Regions from separate parts of the Gossypium hirsutum genome. Here region 2 is linked to region 1. Evidence: chromatin contacts called from public Hi-C data. All regions are on one chromosome and are shown on one strand. The core of a region is the stretch at or near the end of the contact, and the rest is flanking DNA. Distances in the headings are between cores, read along the strand shown. Region 1 holds the start of LOC107955717. Region 2 holds the start of LOC107954952 (cytochrome b561 and DOMON domain-containing protein At5g35735).

Region 1 (4,231 bases), core at 580-3,079:
TAGAAATTTTTATTTATAATGTTTATTTTTAAAAATATTTTAACATAATTTTTAATATTTTTAATAATTTATATTTATTTTTAAGATTTAAAAAAATAGAATTACTGTTAAGAAAAAATAAAAAATGATATTTTTAACTATAATGAAGAGACCAAATTAATAAAAAAAACATTTAAATTAACATACTTTTCGAAATGTATAAGGGTTAATTTACTCAATTTCAATAGAATAGCTGAAATGGAATCTGCTTTTAAATCCAAAGGCTTCTTCAATACTTCTATCTATTTTTGGTAATTCAAAAGTTACGTAGAATAGTTACATACTAGATTATGATATAGAATAACTACTTGAACGTTGTATTATAAATGTGATATAGAATTGATATAATATAATATTTTATATATTAAAAATTTTAGCAAAAATTTTTAAAATTAATGTTGTGTTAAATTATTATCCATATTCATAATCAAAATATTTATATTCATCATTTCTTTAATAAAGTTTATATATATCATTAATTATAAAAAATACATATAATGCAACATTCTATAATTGTATACTATAATGAGATTCATGACATAAATAGATTTCCTTGAAATAAAAAGATCATTCTTTTTCTACTTTTTAACCTGAGATTTTTACAATCTGGATTCCATGGAATTGACAGTGATTAATGTTTCAGCAAATGCTCCTTCAAAGACATGGATGCCATTGCTTATGCGTTATGATCAAGCGAGGTATAAAAAATAATGATTTAACTTTGACCACCATTTCTCCTTCTCAGATGCTCCAACACAAGTTTTTCACCAGTCAGCTGTTCAACCAAACCTTACATTTCAAGGGAACTAAATTTAGAGCCCAAACAATCAAGTGAGAAATTATTCCCGTAATTTTATCAATAAAAGCATGAAAATGAATCTAAAGTGGCTTAGCCTAATTGGTTTATGCTAATAAATTTGGATTCGACTTAAGAAAATGAGAAGAAGAATAATGAGATTAGTACCATTTGTATAATCTCGACAGTCATGAAGCCCAATTCTCAAATCAACCTCCCATGTGTTGTTGAAGTCATAGGCCTTATCAACAGCATTCCCTTCAGCATATCCAACGAACCAACATCTGCTCCTCGGCAGCTTCCTTAACTTCCTTGTAAGAACAACTCCTATCCCAAGTGTTACTATAATTATATCCCAAAATTTTAACTAAACCATAATCGCCTGTACCAATATAAGTTTTCAATTTTGGAAAGTTGATACATCTGATACATTGATGAATTTTGATAGTAATAAATAAAATTTGGCAGAAGTCTACTATAGCAAACCTGGTACTGCTCTACCAGACAGAGCAGCAAGTGCCGTGTATATGTTCTCTGGATCTTCAGGTTGAAAATCAAAGACAATGGCCTACACTTAAAATTTTCAGATTCAGATTAAATATCCCTAAAATTGTAAACAAATATTACCAAAGATAAATAATAAAAAATTTATATGAATTAAAATGGAGAGAGGTGAGTTCAAAGGATGATAAGGGCTGTTGTACTTATTGCAGCTTGCTTCAGTTAGATTTTTCAGACAAAGCTAGCTCCTACTAGCAGAAAAATTATGGGGAGATAATGAAGAGGAAAGAACCTGAGAAAGGAGAGGAGAAGAGGGTTTGATGATGACCATGAAGTGTTGCAAGTCCCAGACACTGAGGGAGTAAGCAGTTGACATCAAAAGCTGGGCCGGTCCCTTTGTAGCTCTTAGTGCCACTGCTGCCACATAAACTTCATCTTTGCTTCTTGTCAGAGTTGATTTTGTGAATAGAAGAGCTGACATTTTGCATATTGATATGGAACTTGAACCGTCAATACTAGTACTTTAAAAGAGATGAATGCAAACAAGCTCGGCCCACAACTAACGGGCCTTCAAGAGTCTAACCAAATTATTGGACTACATTCCAATTCTTTTTGGAGCGGCAAACAGGTAATTTCAAGACTATTTATATGTATAAGATTTCATTTGTGAATTATAAAAATCATATTTATGAACAGTGATTAAAGATGTAATAAAAAAAAAAAAGGTACGAAGAGCTCCTACTATTCTAACCTGGTCAATGGGTTTGATCACTTTCGCTTTAGGATTGAGAACAATATTTGTAAGAATGCTTTAGTAGCGTTAGAAGAGTGCTACGAGCAGTGTACTGCTAAAGAACAAAGATAAAACATCATTATAATTATGCAGTTTGATTTTTTTACATTTATAAGGTTTTACTCAGAGATATCATTTATTATCTTAACACTTTGTATAGCTAGTGATTCAAGTTCTAATACTAACTAGATTAGTCACTTGACTGTTACACCTAAGATTTAGATTTCTCCTCTAAATTTTCTAAAACTTAGGTTGAAAATCAAGTAATTCACATGTTTTCAAAAGCATTGTCAACTATAAAAGTATTTGAGACTTACTAACATGCTAGATTAATTACAGTCAATCTTTCCATCAAAATAGTGAGATAATAAGCTCAAAGAATATATTCTCTAAGTCCAAGATAAGTCTTCAACTTCAAGATATGTTACTAAGTTTTTCCAATCTGATTCAATCTCCTCAAAAGAAAAATGCTGATTTACTTAACCCTATCCAAATTAATTCTTCAATATATATTTTTATAGATAGTTTGGACATCATAGTTAGACTTACACATTCAAAACATCATCAAAGATCACAACTCAAAATTTTGTTTACAAAAATTTTTAACTCCAAATATAATAAGTTACAATACTGAACACTACCCAATAACAATGGGAGTTGCACCCGGTGCTCATCATAACAACTTCAACACTTCAAATTTAGACTAATTTTGATTCAACATTTAGGTAATATTTTGAAACTTACATTTGAATTTTAAAAATTTAAATTTGAAATTCTAGATCATTGCTTGGGAATAAAATATTTCAAATATAAGAGTTTGAATTATTTCACATACATTATTTGAATAATTAAATTTAAATTTTGGCTTCAACTAGATTTAAGCTTTATTTCATTCTTATCCAAAATCTTATAAAAAAAAGTAGCTGTAGAAAGTTTGATAAGTTTTTATTTCATTCTTAAATTTTTGGGGGTTAAACTAAATCAAGTTAAAATTATATTAAAATCTTGAAAAAATCAAATATAATCAGAATAACAAAAACTGTAGCTATAGAAACTTGATATAGTTTTTAATTCATTAACAATTTGATATAGTTTTATTCAAGAAAGAAAATTTTATGACATTTGGATTTTAAAAATTCCAAATTCCAAATTCCAAATTCCAAAATTTAAAATCTAAAATTTATGTTTTATAAGATTGAGCTTGGATTTACTCAAATTCAAATCCATAACTTTTATTAGATATCCAAACAAAAAAAAATTGAAAATTCTTTTTTTTCCCCAAATCTTGATTTCCAAACATGGCATAAATTAATTAATATTTACAAAAAAGAGTTCACATAATATTAATAAACTTCAAAATTAATAAATTTAATGAAATTTTAATTAAAGTATTTGAAAATGATTTTTTGATAAATTTGTTAAAAATAAAAGTTTTTAACATTGAATAATTTTTAAATAAAATTTTATTAAATGCGTATATATATATATGAAAAAATAATTTTATATATTCAAAAGCTATTAGCATAAATTATAAAGAATTCTTTTCTTTTTATTCTAATAACATTCTAATACAACTATTACTAAACTAAAAGTTAATAGTATTTGCGGATTGAGTTTTAGCTTGATTGGCATGTGTATTATTATCAATATAGGAGGATGTAAGTTTGAGTGCAATGAAGCGTATTATCCTCCTATTTATGAGTTGGGAGGCTATTGGTAGTTTTAGGCATTATACCAAAAAAAGTAGATATAATCAAAATCTGTAATGAATTTGTTTAAAAAAAGTTAGTAATATTTATTTATGAAATATTTTGGCTTTTGTATGTTATTTGCCTCTTTAATTTTCTAATTCCACACGTAATTATTTGAGTTGAAATTTATTTTTTTAATAATTCATCAATAGATTAATAATTAATTATTTAACTATTTTTTATAATATTAATTTGCAACAATTGTTAAGTTGCGTAAAAAAATTTCAAGGCTTGGCTGAGACTGACAAAGTACAATATCTCAAAAGAAAGATGGAGACTGTGATCGAGAGGCTATCTTTCCTAGTGGTAGCATTGGTAGATCCATTAAAAAGTTATGACAGAGGTCGACGG
Region 2 (4,231 bases), core at 760-3,259, 480 kb before region 1:
TTCAACTTATGTGCTGCCCAACATGTATATCTACTATAGTAGAATTAAAAGAACGCTAGTATATATAAAAAAATGGAGTCAATACAGAAAAGATAAGAGATCAATCACCTATACATACCAAAGCAAACAGTGTATAACTCAAGAGAACCCAATCACTAGGACAACAAAAAAAGCAAAGCTGTAATAAATAACAAATGAGGGTCACATCTAAAACATCCTAAGCACACATGGTGCAATAGACTAAGACTGACCAAAATTGAATTTTGCTACACGCCCTGTCCATGTCCATTGGCTCCATTCATGGCGAGAGGGTGCTTGTTAGTCCTTTTCCTCCTGATAACAACGTACCAAGTGAAAGCTTCCAACAATGTGGCCATAGCTCCCAGAAATATGAGGATTCCAATGTAAATTCTCTCCCATTTGTCTTCAGGGTTAAGGATGTCGAAACCCTCGAAAATGTTGACGATGCTGAGGATGATCACGCTGTAACCAATGGAATGATGGTAGATGTTCCAATACAATCTGTATTTGTGATTCTTGTTTGGCCTCAGAAGCAAAGCAAAGACCTGTCATTAATATAACAATCTAAAGTAATTAATAGCTTGAAATTGGAGTAGTCTTTAAGCCAACTATTTAGAAACGCCATCCCCATGACGGCAAGATGAAGAAAAAGACTAAAAGCACACTTTAACAAGTCTCCCTGTCATTAGGATGGCACTAGAGGGGCCAAAGTAGGGCCCTGCCATAAAAATTTTTAATTTAATTTCGGCCTCCAAAAATTGTTAAGGTTCATTAAGGTATGCATAATCCTGATACTAGCGTCGCATATGAATATGTTTTCGAGAAGAAATTACTTGAAGAGTTCCGAAGCAGAAGAGGATAATGCCAATGGTCCTATGAGGATTGTGCGTGATTCCAGGAGAGTCACTGCCGAGCTTAATACCCGTCGCCCACCCTGCCACACCAACAACATAGGCCGATGATTGGCAAGCAACGTGGAGATAAAACCATGCCGGGTCTGCAGATTTGAACACCTTCATGTACCTAGCTGTTATGGCTCCCAGCGGCATCAATATTCCCCAGCTCACAGTGTTCAATACTCCATGAACCTGGATAATTCAAACAATCCAACTTTAAAAATCTGGAAAGGAATCCCTTTTTTTTTATGGCAATTCTAGCTCTAGGGAAGATTCGAACCGCTTACATTTCTTCTTCTTGTCCTTGAATCAGATGAAGCCCCTGCAGATTGTCCTGTAAGGAAATTGATACTTCCCCTGGATTGAAGGTTGGCTCCATCAGTAGTATGAGGCTGTAATTGGTCGTTACTCACAGGACCTTCCTGCCAAACCTGACTGGTTGACAACATGTTTTCGGGGATTCTCAAAACACCAAATATCGTCATCTCGTCATTCTCGAACGTTGCTGACAGACTTGGAACCTGGAAGCTCAAATCTGTGGGTTGCAGGGTAGGGAATAGGCTATCAATCGACGTTGTGAACGCCTGAGTCACGCCACTAGAGTTGACAAAGGCAACCAAAGCCTGGGTACCCACCATACTCGGTCCACTAGGATTGATACCCCACGCCGACCACCGTGACGAGGTGGTGCCGGTGTGTCGAAAAGCCAGCTCAACAGTTCCATTTGATTGATGATATGTCCAATGGAGATAACTGCTCAAGGCTCTAAGATCGGTGCAGTTGGCATATTGCTTGTTGTTGGGAAATGTTTGGCTAACACAGGTCTGGGCAGATGAGGGTGAAGCCAATAAAGAAAGCAGCAGGCACGAGAACAGGACAAGGTTCCAGGCTTTGATCTCCATGTCGAAACTGTGTGAAACGAAATCCAGAAAATTTGTTTTTCAAGGCAGATTGTTGTCTTAAGTCCTTGGGGAACTCAACAACATACATATATATAGAGAGAGAGAACTCAATTTCGTAATAAAGTAGAGAGCATTAAGCATAGAAGGGGAAAAAGTCGTACTTTAAAAGACTGTAAAAAGAGCTTGTATTTTTTTGACTTATTCTACATTCAGCTCTTGATTTACTTTAATGTATACTTATACTTGGTCTTGATTTTGGTTTATAAAATGTGTTTTATTTGGGTAATGGAGATGACTTTTAGAATTAAGGAGGAAGCATGGAAGAAAATGTACCTATATTGGGACTTGTTTTTTTTGTTCTCTCTCTTCAACCACCTGTTTTTTTAACCTTTGTTTGGTAAGAGATGACAACGTAATATCGAAATGGTAAAAGGAATTTTTTTTTAAAAGTACAATAAGATAAAAAATATATAAAAATATAATTATTTTAAAGTTTATATAATATTTTTTGTTATAAATTATAGATTTTTGATATATTTTCATAAAATAATATAGTATAAAATATTAACATATTATATAAATATAAAATATTTAAATACGATTGTAACGAAATAAAACAATAATTTTTTTACAAACGAAATAAAACACATTAACAAGCTTAGAAATGCACATTAAAAAAAACCTATTATTAATGACGGCAAAAGAGCCTGTTGGCCGCCAAAAGCTGCATTTGGCAACCAAACTCAATAATAATAAAGGCCTGCAAGTCTATGTTCACATTTGATTAAAGGCTTCAAAGAGTATAAATTTATTTAATAAATAAATAAGCCCTCTTTAGCAATTGGCTGATAATTTATAGTTTATTGATAATTATAATTGTTAGTTTAATTAATTGATTTTGTTAATTGATTTGACTAATTAATTTTATTGACTGTTTATTCAAAAGTATTTGGTAAAATTTAATTAATAGTTAAAAGTTGATATGTGTAAAATAATAAATAAGGACACGATACATTTTATTGTTAAGTATTTATTTGTTTATAATACTTTAGTCTTTATTGAGTAAAATTATTAAGATAAAATACTATTACTAAGGAATTAAAATATCCATTATGAAAATTAATTAGTGAATATTTTTGAAATTTTAAATAAACAAATTTCTTAAGTTATTTGCAAATATTAACCTTGTGAAAATTGATAAACATTAATAGTGTATGAATATAATTTGTAAACTATATTCTTAGTGATAATTATGTCATGTTCCTAGTATATAAATTAGTGATAAATATGTCACACTCTGAATAAATTTGTCAAGTAGCATATTTCAATTAATATAAAGTTGTATAAGAAATCATTTTCCACAAGTAAAATGAAAATAAATTAAGAGTGCATAAATATTCAAGGATGAATGGGCTCGATAAAAAATTTCTCGCGACAATGTTGATTTTTATAGATTCACAGTGGAGTTTTTTTTTTTTAGATTTATTTTGGACTTTGGAGGTGGAAGTGAAAATGAGAGAATAGACGCTATTGATATCTTGGCATCCTTATTAGATTTGAGAGCATGTGACAAAGAGAGTAATTTTTTAGCAAGTATGGTTAGATATGTCATTCTACATATCTCATTCCCAATCAACTACTAAAAAAAGTTACTCATCCCTGCATTTTTTGTTTTGGAGGTTTTAGTTCAACAAGCTTTTGCAAACCTCCATTCACCAAACACTACAATTAGAGGGTTTGACTACCCAATCATCCATTTGTACCCAAATCAGCTAAAAAATCCAAAATTTTCTTTACCAAACATTCTCATAATTTTTTATTCTAATAATTCAAGAAAACACAATTGTAAATAATTAAGTTTTTAGATTCTTTTAGTCATATTACCCTAGTGAGATTAAAAATAATAATATTGATAAGATTAAATTGTTGTAGTGGTGAGATTGTATATTGTAGAAATGAAATTAAAATAAACTGTTTTATGTGTGTTGGAATTCAAATGCAATTGTAATGGTAAAGTAAAAATAGAAAATAACTATTAAAAACACTGCATAAGTTTTTATATACATAAAATAAATAATAAATAATATACTTTATATTAAATAATAAAATATATGTTAAATTTGCATTATGTTAAATAATAATTGTAGTAATAAATAATTAAAATTCTATAAATATATTAATTATATTTGTATCATTTTACTAGTCATAAAATTACTTATTTATGATTAACTAGGCTAAATAAGGTGAATAGGCCAACTTTTTTTAATTAGGCTTTTAGGTCATTTTAAAATTTAATTAGGGAAATAGGTCGCTTTCAGGAGAGAGAAAGTAAAAACGCATCTAGTTGGGTGCGTTTTCTGCACAGATGGCAGGAAAGTGCGCCTAGCTGGACGCGTTTTCACTTTCTCTCTC

The links. A called contact is a pair of places that touch in the nucleus more often than the background predicts.
Region 2: a Hi-C map of leaf shows a contact between it and region 1, with 3 times the contacts expected there. The contact joins the promoter of LOC107954952 here to the promoter of LOC107955717 in region 1. A contact is called at or near these places in 4 of 34 Hi-C or Micro-C datasets (hypocotyl and leaf).

What each region holds. Positions count from the first base shown.
Region 1 is chrA07:90,392,763-90,396,993 of Gossypium_hirsutum_v2.1, reverse strand. It overlaps LOC107955717, which reads right to left and starts at 1,829. Exons shown (of 4, transcript XM_016891516.2): 1 at 1,629-1,829; 2 at 1,322-1,403; 3 at 1,004-1,162; 4 at 571-828. The coding sequence starts at 1,817. The coding sequence ends at 755.
Region 2 is chrA07:90,871,128-90,875,358 of Gossypium_hirsutum_v2.1, reverse strand. LOC107954952 (cytochrome b561 and DOMON domain-containing protein At5g35735) reads right to left here and starts at 2,009. Exons shown (of 3, transcript XM_016890647.2): 1 at 1,205-2,009; 2 at 855-1,109; 3 at 64-566. The coding sequence starts at 1,819. The coding sequence ends at 267.